3 separate regions of the Mus musculus genome follow, and regions 1 and 2 are each linked to region 3. The links are chromatin contacts, called in public Hi-C and promoter capture Hi-C maps. All regions are on one chromosome and are shown on one strand. The core of a region is the stretch at or near the end of the contact, and the rest is flanking DNA. Distances in the headings are between cores, read along the strand shown.

The links. Promoter capture Hi-C pulls out the DNA fragments that hold promoters and counts their contacts. A called contact is a pair of places that touch in the nucleus more often than the background predicts.
Region 1: a contact with region 3 is called in a promoter capture Hi-C map of embryonic stem cells, with 3 times the contacts expected there. The contact joins the promoter of Cspg4 here to the promoter of Imp3 in region 3. A contact is called at or near these places in 9 of 39 promoter capture datasets (cranial neural crest, embryonic stem cells, epiblast stem cells and 5 more), 2 of 484 Hi-C or Micro-C datasets (muscle stem cells and nephron progenitors), 6 of 115 datasets of contacts at active chromatin or transcription factors (the SCID.adh cell line, embryonic stem cells and pancreatic cancer cells) and 2 of 9 other capture datasets (adipose tissue and pancreatic islet).
Region 2: a Hi-C map of bone marrow-derived macrophages shows a contact between it and region 3, with 48 read pairs. The contact joins the enhancer-like site here to the promoter of Imp3 in region 3. A contact is called at or near these places in 16 of 39 promoter capture datasets (the 3T3-L1 cell line, 3T3-L1-derived adipocytes, the C10 cell line and 11 more), 4 of 15 datasets of contacts at CTCF or cohesin (CD8 T cells, the G1E-ER4 cell line, the NIH/3T3 cell line and 1 more), 39 of 484 Hi-C or Micro-C datasets (the 4T1 cell line, the AML12 cell line, the Ba/F3 cell line and 28 more), 28 of 115 datasets of contacts at active chromatin or transcription factors (the 230-238 cell line, CD8 T cells, the SCID.adh cell line and 18 more) and 3 of 9 other capture datasets (adipose tissue, liver and pancreatic islet).

Annotation. Positions count from the first base shown.
Region 1 is chr9:56,862,933-56,866,537 of GRCm38.p6, forward strand. It overlaps Cspg4 (chondroitin sulfate proteoglycan 4), which reads left to right and starts at 2,172. Exons shown (of 10, transcript NM_139001.2): 1 at 2,172-2,345. The coding sequence starts at 2,258.
Region 2 is chr9:57,029,685-57,033,223 of GRCm38.p6, forward strand. It overlaps Ptpn9 (protein tyrosine phosphatase, non-receptor type 9), which reads left to right. Exons shown (of 13, transcript NM_019651.2): 6 at 3,422-3,532. Among named protein-coding and RNA genes, the nearest start is that of Ptpn9, 36 kb to the left of the region's middle. Within about 2 kb of position 2,272, at least 19 of the 459 cell types and tissues checked have an H3K27ac peak or open chromatin away from gene starts, as enhancers often do. A contact at or near this core is called in bone marrow-derived macrophages, where this site is marked.
Region 3 is chr9:56,936,112-56,939,338 of GRCm38.p6, forward strand. It overlaps Imp3 (IMP3, U3 small nucleolar ribonucleoprotein), which reads left to right and starts at 1,389. Exons shown (of 1, transcript NM_133976.2): 1 at 1,389-2,287. The coding sequence starts at 1,396. The coding sequence ends at 1,950.

The sequences.
Region 1 (3,605 bases), core at 922-3,421, 72 kb before region 3:
CTCCAACCCTTCCCCAGATCCAGTGCTAGAGAGTGAATCCAGGGCCTTGTGCATGCTAGGCAAGTGTTCTGCCACCTAGGCATTCCCCCTGGTAAATGTTTTACAGACTGGGAAACCCCGGCAGAGATGCACAAGCTGGGTCATGAACACAGTGCTTGTTGTATTCTTTTTCTAGGTCTGTTTCTCAACCCCACGGGCAGCAAGGCTGGGGAGGCTCTGAGCTCATCCTGTCTTAAATCTCAGCTGTGGGCTGGGCTGCAGCTACTAGTCTGGAGGCTCCCCAGACAGAGAAGTGATTCCTGGTGGTGGTGGGCAAATAAATCTGTGGGTAGGGGCCGAGCAAGATGCCAGAAGATGGGCGGTATGGGATGGTGCACGTCTCCTCTCTAGTTCCCAATTCATAAAAAGACAAACATTTCCCCTCCCTCTCATTCTTAAAGAGAGAACTCTTCTTCCCCAACCTTCCAAGAAGCCTCCCCTCCCAAACCCTGGATCCATATTTGGACAGTAATTGGCCCTTAATGAGGACCAAGTGTTGTGCTGACTCAGAAGAAGGAAAACAAGAAACAAGGCATAGGCTCACTGTGTCAGGTTCCCCAGGGTGCCTGGATAGTTCCTAAGTCTGTCTAAGTCCCCATAGAATAGCAACAATCAGCTTCTTAGTCCACCTTAACAGGTACTTATTGAACACCTACTGTATGCAACTGCCTACGGAGGGGAAAGTCAAAGGTTCACAGAAGACCCTCCATCAAGGGGAGGATGTGCAGTAGTTGTATACAAACCGTGAAGTACTGGGATGTGCAGAATGAGAGAGGAAGAAGAAAAGGCGATATGAGTTGAACACCTACTGTATGCCAGGCCCTAAGGTAGGCATTTGAGACATATTAAAACACTTAATGCTTATAAATTCAAACTTGTAAGTGAAAAACTGAACCACAGGAAAAAAAGGAGTAGTTAAAGGCCAGTCAAGTAGGAGAATTGGGATCAAGAACACATCAGACCAGGCATGGTAGTAAGAGCACAGAGCATGGGCTCAATGATTCGGCTTGCCCTCGCCTGGATCAACTCACCCAGGCCCTTTAATCCCTCTCAGCCTCAGTTTCTCTATCGAAATGGGGCTCGGTTCTATCAGAAGTCATGAGACGCTGGACTTGTGCTATGATTGTTGCTGCTCAGGGGTAAGGATTGGAAAGAGGGTGCACAGTGGAACGTGGGCACAGCAGGGAGCCCAGTGGAGGGATATGCGTGAAAGAAGAGAGGAACGGGAGTGTTCCTCTATGCGTCTCCTAGAAAAAACCCAGGCCAGGTCCCAATGCAGCTGGGGCTGGCCAAACACAGGCACGGGGAAAAGCCACAGTAACTCTGCTTTTTCCAGCTCCTGGTTGGGACTAGGCAGGCTCTTGCCTGGGAAGGAGCCAGGAGGAGAAGGCCCCAGCCTGAAGCTGTTAGGTAGGAGCTAAATCCAGGGCCAGATTTCCAGGAGGTGGTGGGGCAAGTGAAAACACCAAGATTTGGGGGTCAGGAGGCCTGGGATCCTGGCAGGAAATGGCCAGGCACTACCTTTGACCTTGGATTCTGAGCTGGGCTCCTCCTCCACAAAATGAAGGGAAGGGTGCTCAGCCCCTACCTTGCAGGGTTGTTTTGAAGCATGTGTTACCACAGGGCTGAGCTTCTGCACCACAAGATCCAGACCTCTTGTCTTTACAGGCAGAGAATGTACAGTCTGTGGAAAGAGAAGGGCAAACCCAGAGCCCTGCCTAGCGGTCTGCTTTAGTGGAATCCTCGGGGACCTGTGACCTTGAAGGCACCTAAACCCCTACATCACCGCAAGGGCAGAAGAGGGCTGGCAGCTCTCACTTTTATTTCCCGTTCTCAAGAGATCCTGTCCACAGAGTTCTGGGGGTCTAAAGACTTAAGAGACATTGTCCCAAACCCTTAAAATGGGGCATGGGTCTGCCTTGGCAGGAAAGGTCCTTCAATCCTAACCAGGAGCAAGAGCCCAGCACGGCCCCTTTAAGAAAGTTGGAGGTGGGAGCAGACAGAGGGAGCCCCCGCCCGAAATCTAAGCGCGGGTCTGGCGCCTGCCCCGCCCCCGGAGTTAAGTACTGGACAGCCCTTGCGCCCTAGCCCGTGCGAGGAGCCCTGCTCCCTCGACTTTGGACTTGAATTGCGACTTGCGACTTGCGACTCGGTGCTGTCCAGATTCAGCACGCTCTGTTCCTTCGCCTTACAAGTCCAGGCACCCAGCCCCGCCGCGATGCTTCTCGGCCCGGGACACCCGCTGTCAGCTCCAGCCCTGGCCTTGGCTCTTACCTTGGCCTTGTTGGTCAGATCTACAGCTCCTGGTGAGTGAGGGACTGAGACCCTGCCCCTGCCTAAAGGATCTATATGGGGACTGCACTCATGGTCCCTGATCAAGAGTCCAAGGGCCTATACTTCTTCCCCAGGCTGAGGGTCTGGAAGGAAAGCTGTGATCTCTGTTAATGGGAACTCCGGGTATCCAAGATTGTCTGGTTTTCCTGACCCTAGAAAGTCAGACTCTGAAAAGGGACCCCTGGAGTCAGATTGCCAAGGGTGTGGCTCTGCCCACCCAGGTTGTCTGGGACACTTAGCCACCTCGATGCTATCCATTCTCTTTGCCATACAGGTTTGAGTGACCACAGTGGCTATCAAAGTATACCCAGAGGCAGCATTAAGTGTGCATCCTGACCACAGATACTCTGAGCCAGAAGTGGGGGTGCTGTGAAGTGAGACTCGGAGAGGAGGCACAATGCCCCACCCTGTGTGTGCCCAGCACACCTCTGCCACGGCCTCCTCTAACTGCCTCTGGCTTCCATACTCTCTTTTTGTTCCCAGGGCTGGCTAGCTGGCTTCTGTCCCTACCTCCATCGGCCCGTATACCTTCTTTCCCTCGTGTCTGCTCTCCTCACTGAGAGGACCTGGCTGGTGACAGACAAGACCACCCACTCTCCAGGGCCCAGAGGCAAGGCTGCCACCCCTCAGATATCTCTCTGATAGCCCTGGGACAAACCAGGCCACACCCCCTGTCTCTAGCTCTGGTGTCTGACCAGCAGAGCCTGAGTGAAGAGCACCTTGGTGGGCATCTTGTCTGTCACAATTGTCACAATCCCAGGAACCCTAGCAGTACAACGCTCTTCCTTTCCTGGAGATGAGGTCTGGTTAGACCATGAGATCTGTGGCCTCGGGGCCCCATCTGTCATTACTACCAATGTATGAATCAGGCAGTCAGCCTACATCTTTCAGGACCATTTCCAAGAGCAACTTAAAGCAGAGAAGGAACTTGAGTCTCCCTTCCAGGGGCCCGGACCACACCCTTCTCCCCGTCAGACGGAGGAGACCAGCTCTAAAGAAGGCTATCACGAGGCACCCAGAAGGGAAGTGAGTCAGGGAAGGACCCCTCACTAAGGTGACTCCAGCTAGATCTGGGCTCCTCATCCTCACTGCTCAGACTGCCTTTCCTAAAATCTCACAGTCCCGGAGATGAACAGACATGAGGGATGTGAGGAGGGAACACTGAGGTAGCTGGGCATTTCCAACCAAGAGATGGTTCCCTGCAGGCCCTACCTGCTTGGGCTTCAACCGGG
Region 2 (3,539 bases), core at 1,022-3,521, 94 kb after region 3:
TAACAGCAGTTTATTCAGCAAGTTTCAATCTTCATCTCTCTCGCTTCATCTTTTTTTCTCCCGAACCCCAGGTCTCTCACTCTTATATACTCTCATCCCCCATCCACTCACAGCAGGCCATGTCACCTCACCAGGCATGTAGCTTCAGCCAATCAGGTCGGCAGGGGCATGTCTCCACCAAATATGGACTTGTTTATACTGCCAGCATCATGGTGCACCTGTGCAGCTCTCACATGGCAGTGGCTTATTTTCAGGTGTATGAGGAAGTCAGGTGCAAGTCATAAGACTTAGCTGCACTCCCGGGCGCCATCTTGGGACTGCTGCCACAACTGCTCACAATCTGGTACTCTTAACTGTTGGGCCATCTCTCCAGCCCCCAAACCATGCTTGCTTGCTTGCTTGCTTGCTTGCTTGCTTTATTTATTTATTTATTTGGTTTTTCGAGACAAGGTTTCTCTGTGTAGTCTCGGCTGTCCTGGAACTCACTTCTGAACTGGCATCAAACTCATATATCCACTTGCCTCTGCCTCCCAAGTGCTGGGATTAAAGGCGTGCGCCATCACTGCCTGGCTCAAAACATGCTTTTTAATGTATAACTATTTACTCTGACTAGGGAAGACTGAATGGAATAAAATAGATTGTGCAAGCCAGTTACGGTGGCACATGTCTCTAATTGTGTTCAAGGCCACCTTGGACTACATAATCAGATCCTTTGTCTCTGAAAACAGAAATACAAATATACTGTATGAATGAATGTAAATGTTCAGGAACTTGGAGTGTAGCTCAGTGGGAGAGTGTACATTTGGAATTTGTGAGGTTTGTTGTGATGGGATTGTAATACTTGAGAAGGTAAGGTAGGACTGCCAATATTTTAAGAACAGACCAGTCCAGGATGACTATAGGCAAGACGCTGCCTTTAACTAAGGTAAAACATCAAAACAAAAAATGCATTTAGGCAGGTGTCCTAGCATGGGGTGAGAAGTGAAGAGTGGGAGTGGGGTTGGGGGTAGGCAGCAGAGCCAGGTGGATCTCTGTGAGTTCAAGGCCAGCCTAGTCTATATAGCCCATTCCAGGCCAATCGGGGCAAGATAGTGAGAGAGATCCTTTCTAAAAAAAAAAAAAAGTCACCGGGCTGTGGTGGCGCAGGCCTTTAATCCTAGCACTTGGGAGGCAGAGGCAGGCAGATTTCTGAGTTCGAGGCCAACCTGGTCTACAGAGTGAGTTCCAGGACATCCAGGGCTACACAGAGAAACCCTGTCTCGAAAAAGAAAAAAAAAACGTCATTTGTATTGCTAGGATAGCTTTTTAGAAGTTGAATTGCTTAAAGGGTATATGTACATTTCAAAGAATATGTAATTGGGGGTAGAGAAAAGTCTTAGTGGTCATGAGCACTGGCTGCTCTTTGGCTGCTTACAGCTGCCTGTAACTCCAGTTCCAGGGGATACAATACCCTCACATCAATGAACATAAAGTAGAATAGAATAAAATAAAATAAGAATATATAATGGAAGATGCCTTCCTATGGACACTATCAATGGGCAGGTGTTCCAAGGCTGTATGAGATAACTTCTTATCTCTGTTTGGTCTTATTAGGAGACAGGATCCCTAAATAGTATAGGCTTGCCCAGTGCTTGCTGTGTAGACCAGGCTTGACGCCTGCTGTCCTCTGCCTTACTGAGAAAAAGCGATTTCTCCAAATTGATCAAGCAGTTAAAAGGGGCTTTGGGTATTTATACTGAAATACAGTTTTGCATCTTTGAAGGAAGGGAAAAAAGTAGTTTTTAAGTCTGAATGAAGAAGCCTTTGGAGAACTTGGCTGTGGATTTGTATATTCTGTGTAGGGAGTGTTTGTAAACTCCTCAAATTTAGCAGAGCCAAGACTGAGTGGGAAGAACAAAGGCTAGAAAATGAAACTGAGATTAGTTTATTCAAAATGCAAAAAAATGAAAGCTACAGTGTGGCTTAGTCAGTTACTGGGGACTACTTATTTATTTATTTTTGGATGTATGCATTCATGAGTGTGCATGTGTACATGTATGTATGTGTAAGGCCAGGGATCAACTGTAGGTGCGTCCTTAGGATCTGTCAACCTTGTTCATTGAGATAGGGTCTTTTCAAGGACTCAGGGCTACCTGACTGGACTAGGCCTCTGGCCACTGAGCCTTAGGATCCATCTCTTTGTCTCACTTGTGCTGCTGACTTCATGTGCCTACTGGAGATTGAGCTCAGGTTCTCTGTACTTGTGTGGGATGCACTTTTTGAGTCATTTGAGTCATGCACCGATTGAGTCATCCCTCCAGCCCCCTGATTCCTTATTACATGGTAAGCCTCCCTGAGAAAGGCTGGGATGTTAACAAGTGGAATGAAGCCAAGTACTGTGGCTTAACAGTGATATGCTGCACTATATGTCTTACATACTTTTGTCTTTATGTCTTATATAAACCTCTTTTTTTCTCTCTAAGAGTAGTTTATTTACTTTTCTAAGACCTCATTTGTACTTGTACACACTAGATCGTGTGTGGGTGTATGTATGTATGCATGCATGCATACATCCATTTGTGCATTTTATTGTGTTGGTTATCAAATTTAAGTTTTGTACATGCTAAACACATAGTTACACCTCTGGCCTAGATTGTATGTATTGGTTTAATAAATGAACAAATGGAAAAAAGATTAAAGGTAGACAATGTTATATGTATATATATACACACATACATTTTGAGCTAGATGAAGATTATAAAGTAAAATGTTTATCCTCAACTTATTAAAAATCTAAGTTTTGGGCTGGAGAGATGGCTCAGTGGTTAAGAGCATGGACTGTGCTTCTGAAGGTCCCGAGTTCAAATCCCAGCAACCACATGGTGGCTCACAACCATCCATAATGAGATCTGACGCCCTCTTCTGGTGTATCTGAAGATAGCTATATAATAATAAATAAATAAAAATCTAAGTTTTAGTAAGCTGAATTTTTGTAGGCTGCAAATATGTGTGCTGTTGTATGATATGTGCAGTATAAACAGAAACATCAGGGCCACAAGATGACTCAGTGAGTATATTTGCTATAAGAGCCTAGTGATTCAATACCCAGAATCCATCCATATAAAGGCAAAAGCAGGAAACTGATCCTTGTGTGCACACTGTGGCACAGATGTCACCACTCACCAATAACAAAAAAATAAAAGAATAATTTTTGACCTATAAAGTATATGATTAACATGAACTTAACATCATTACTTGTAAAGGTAAGTCAGCTTCTAATTTCTTTATTTCTTTTAATCACTTTCAACCTCCCTATTTTTGAATTAAGCTGTCAGGCTTCTCTGTTGCCTATGCATGGGGGAGAGTGGCAAGAACTCATACTTTGGGCCTGAACAGTTTCAGGTATGGCTGGGCTTTAACTCCTCATACATTGACTCCACAGGGAGCATTTCCAGCTCGACTGAAGAAAGTGCTGATTGTAGGAGCACCCATATGGTTCCGAGTGCCCTATTCAATCATCAGCCTGCTCTTGAAGGATAAAGTCCGGGAAAGGGTAAGGC
Region 3 (3,227 bases), core at 139-2,638:
CTGGCCTTCGTTCTGCTTCTGTGATTTCAGACAGGAATTGTTTACCAGACTGTTCACCTCTTACAGATGAAGGTTAGGACTCCTACTTACACTCTGAATTTCTCATCATTGATGGGTACCATCAGTCACTGAGGATTGCAGAAACAATCTCCAGACATACCTGAGTAACACTTTAACTCCAGCACTTGGAGGCAGAGGTAAATGGATCTCTTTGAGTTTAAGGACAGCCTGGTCTATATAAAAATTACCAGGACAGATAGTACTAGAGACATTCTGTCTCAAAAAATAAAATAAAGTAAGACAGCCATGGTGGCACATGCTCACTCATAATCTCATCCTTTTGGATTGAATCTGGTTATATTGTGGTGAATTCATGGCTGACCTGGGCTACCTAAGGAAACTGTGTCAAAAAAATAAGAGGCAGGAATGCTTCCAATCCTGATTGTTTGGTACTACTGCCAGTCCAGTGACAGATCTCATGCTGGCCAGGATGGGACTATTTGTCAACTCTGGGGACCACTGGAACTGAGACATTTGCAGAGTTCTAATCACGTTTTTTGACAGAGATAATCCTCTTATTTATTTATTAGCATTCCACTCTTCTAAAGTTGTGTATGCTTTAAAAAAAAAAGATTTGTTTTATGTGTATCAGTGCTCTTAGCTGCATGTACATGTGCATGTCAGAAAAGAGCATCAGATCACATTATAGATGGTTGTGAACCACTATGTGGGCGATGGGACTTGAACTCATGACCTCCGGAAGAGCAGCCGTGCTGTTAACTGCTAAGCCATCTTTCCAGAGTTGGAGAGATAGCTCAGCCATTAAATAATAGGCTCACAACCAAAACTATGAGACAACTCTTTTAAAGGCAGTAACCTCTCTCTCTGGAAACTGACATCTACAGCTATTGACGGAGCAGACTCTCTTCAGTCACCAAAGACAGAACTCTGAGAGTAAACTAGGTGCTGCCAAGATGGCTCAGCGGTTAAGAGCACTTGACTGCTCTTCCAAAGGTCCAGAGTTCAATTCCCAGGAAAACCACAAACAGGGGATCTGAAGCTCTCTTCCGGTATGAAGACAGAGCAATCATATACACAAAATACGTAAATGAATAAATATTTAAAAACAAAACACAACACTGGACTAGACTAGTTGCATACGCACTGCATGCAAGGAAAAGTGTATTCGCAGGACACGGCTCTCCTTCCGCAATTCTTTCTCCCCCGCTCCCCTTTCAAAACAGGAAGTTCCAGAGTTGGACGAATGAAAAACCGGGGGCGTGTCTTTAACCAATCTTTTGATTGGTCCAGTGATCTAGAGGCGGGGTCTTTCTACGTCGAGGCGGAAATTACGCTAGATTTTCAACGTATTCCCTTTCTCCCGCATTCTCCATCATGGTGCGGAAGCTTAAGTTCCACGAGCAGAAGCTGCTGAAACAGGTGGACTTCCTAAACTGGGAAGTCACCGACCACAACCTCCACGAACTGCGTGTGCTGCGGCGGTACCGGCTGCAGCGGCGCGAGGAGTACACGCGCTACAACCAGCTGAGCCGAGCGGTGCGCGAGCTGGCGCGGCGCCTGCGCGACCTGCCGGAACGCGACCCATTCCGCGTGCGCGCCTCGGCGGCGCTGTTGGACAAGCTGTACGCTATGGGCCTGGTGCCCACGCGCGGCTCACTGGAACTCTGCGACTCCGTCTCGGCCTCGTCCTTCTGCCGCCGCCGCTTGCCTACTTTGCTCCTCAAGCTACGCATGGCGCAGCATCTCCAAGCTGCTGTGGCTTTTGTGGAGCAGGGTCATGTCCGCGTGGGCCCAGACGTGGTCACTGATCCCGCCTTTCTCGTCACTCGCAGCATGGAGGACTTTGTCACCTGGGTGGACTCATCCAAGATCAAGCGGCACGTGTTGGAGTACAATGAGGAGCGCGATGACTTTGATCTAGATGCCTAGCGAGTCTTCTTGTCCTGGCTTCTCAGCTACAGGTCACTGAACCGGGGATGGGGAGGATTGCCCCGGTGTACTGGGAATTTTTCCTAGAATTTGGACTGACAATTAAGTGACTGTGTCTTGAGAGACAGTGGGAAGCAGTTTTGTACCGCACTGGGGATTGCTAGCTTCTTGTGCCTTAAACTTTGTGGTGTAGAAGCAGGAATGTTACCTCTTCCCCTTTGCTTTCATCTTGAAATAGGACCGTCTGGATGGAGAGTTTGAGTTCAGTATATTTATATCGTTTAAAGAAACCCTTTCCTAATGCCAATAAATGTCCCACCGACGTTGTTTAAGTGCACATTTTTGTCTGGTCGTTCTTCTTACCTAGGGTCCTACATAGCCATATCTATTATCTTGCTAGCTGAAGAGCCTAAGGGCAGGAAAAGGGTTGAAGGCGTGAGGCTTTGGAGCCTCACGTGGAGGTTGCAGGATGTTGTACAAGCTGGGCAGATTTGTCACTTAACCAGTCCTTTTCTCGGAATGAATGTTTTGGCAGAGCTTTTATCCACAAGACTTCCTGTTGATATTCCAGCCCCAGGAAATACCATATTAAAGTCCTGGAGTGTTTGCTTGCCTAAGGAAATGATCGCCCTGTAGTTTGGCCAGCTAGTGGTTAGAAGGGACCCAGGAGGTTCCTGAAAACAGATGTTCTTCAAGGTCCTGGCTTCAGAGTTAAGGACACCCCCCCCCCCAAAAAAAAAAAACAAGCAAAAGGGCGAGGTAGTGCTGGCACAGCCTTTAATCCCAGCAGTTAGGAGGTTAAGGCAGGCAGATCTTTGAGTTCCAGGCCAGCCTGGTCGACATGAGGACAACCAGGGCTATGCAGAGAAATTTAGGACTTTAAAAAAAAAAAAAAAAAAAACGCAGCAGAAGCAAAAGGAAAACCATAAAGCAATAGAACTGGTAAATAGAGCACCAAGTTTTATCCCAGACCAAATACAAAATAGAATTCAGAGTCTGGCAGATTAAGGTATTTGTGTAGGGGTTATTTTTCTTCTCTCTCTCTCTCTCTCTCTCTCTCTCTCTCTCTCTCTCTCTCTTTTGAGACCGGTTTTGATTTGAAGCTCAAGCTGGTCTGGAACTAGAAGTGATCCTCCTGTCTCAGCCTCTCCAGTGCTAATATTACAGTGTGCACTGATGAGGCTCAGATTTTATGTGCTTCCTCTTCCTTGCTAGTGAGCCAGGCAAGATAGCTCAATGGGGAGAGAGGCACTTGCTGCTCAGGCTGACAGTGTGAA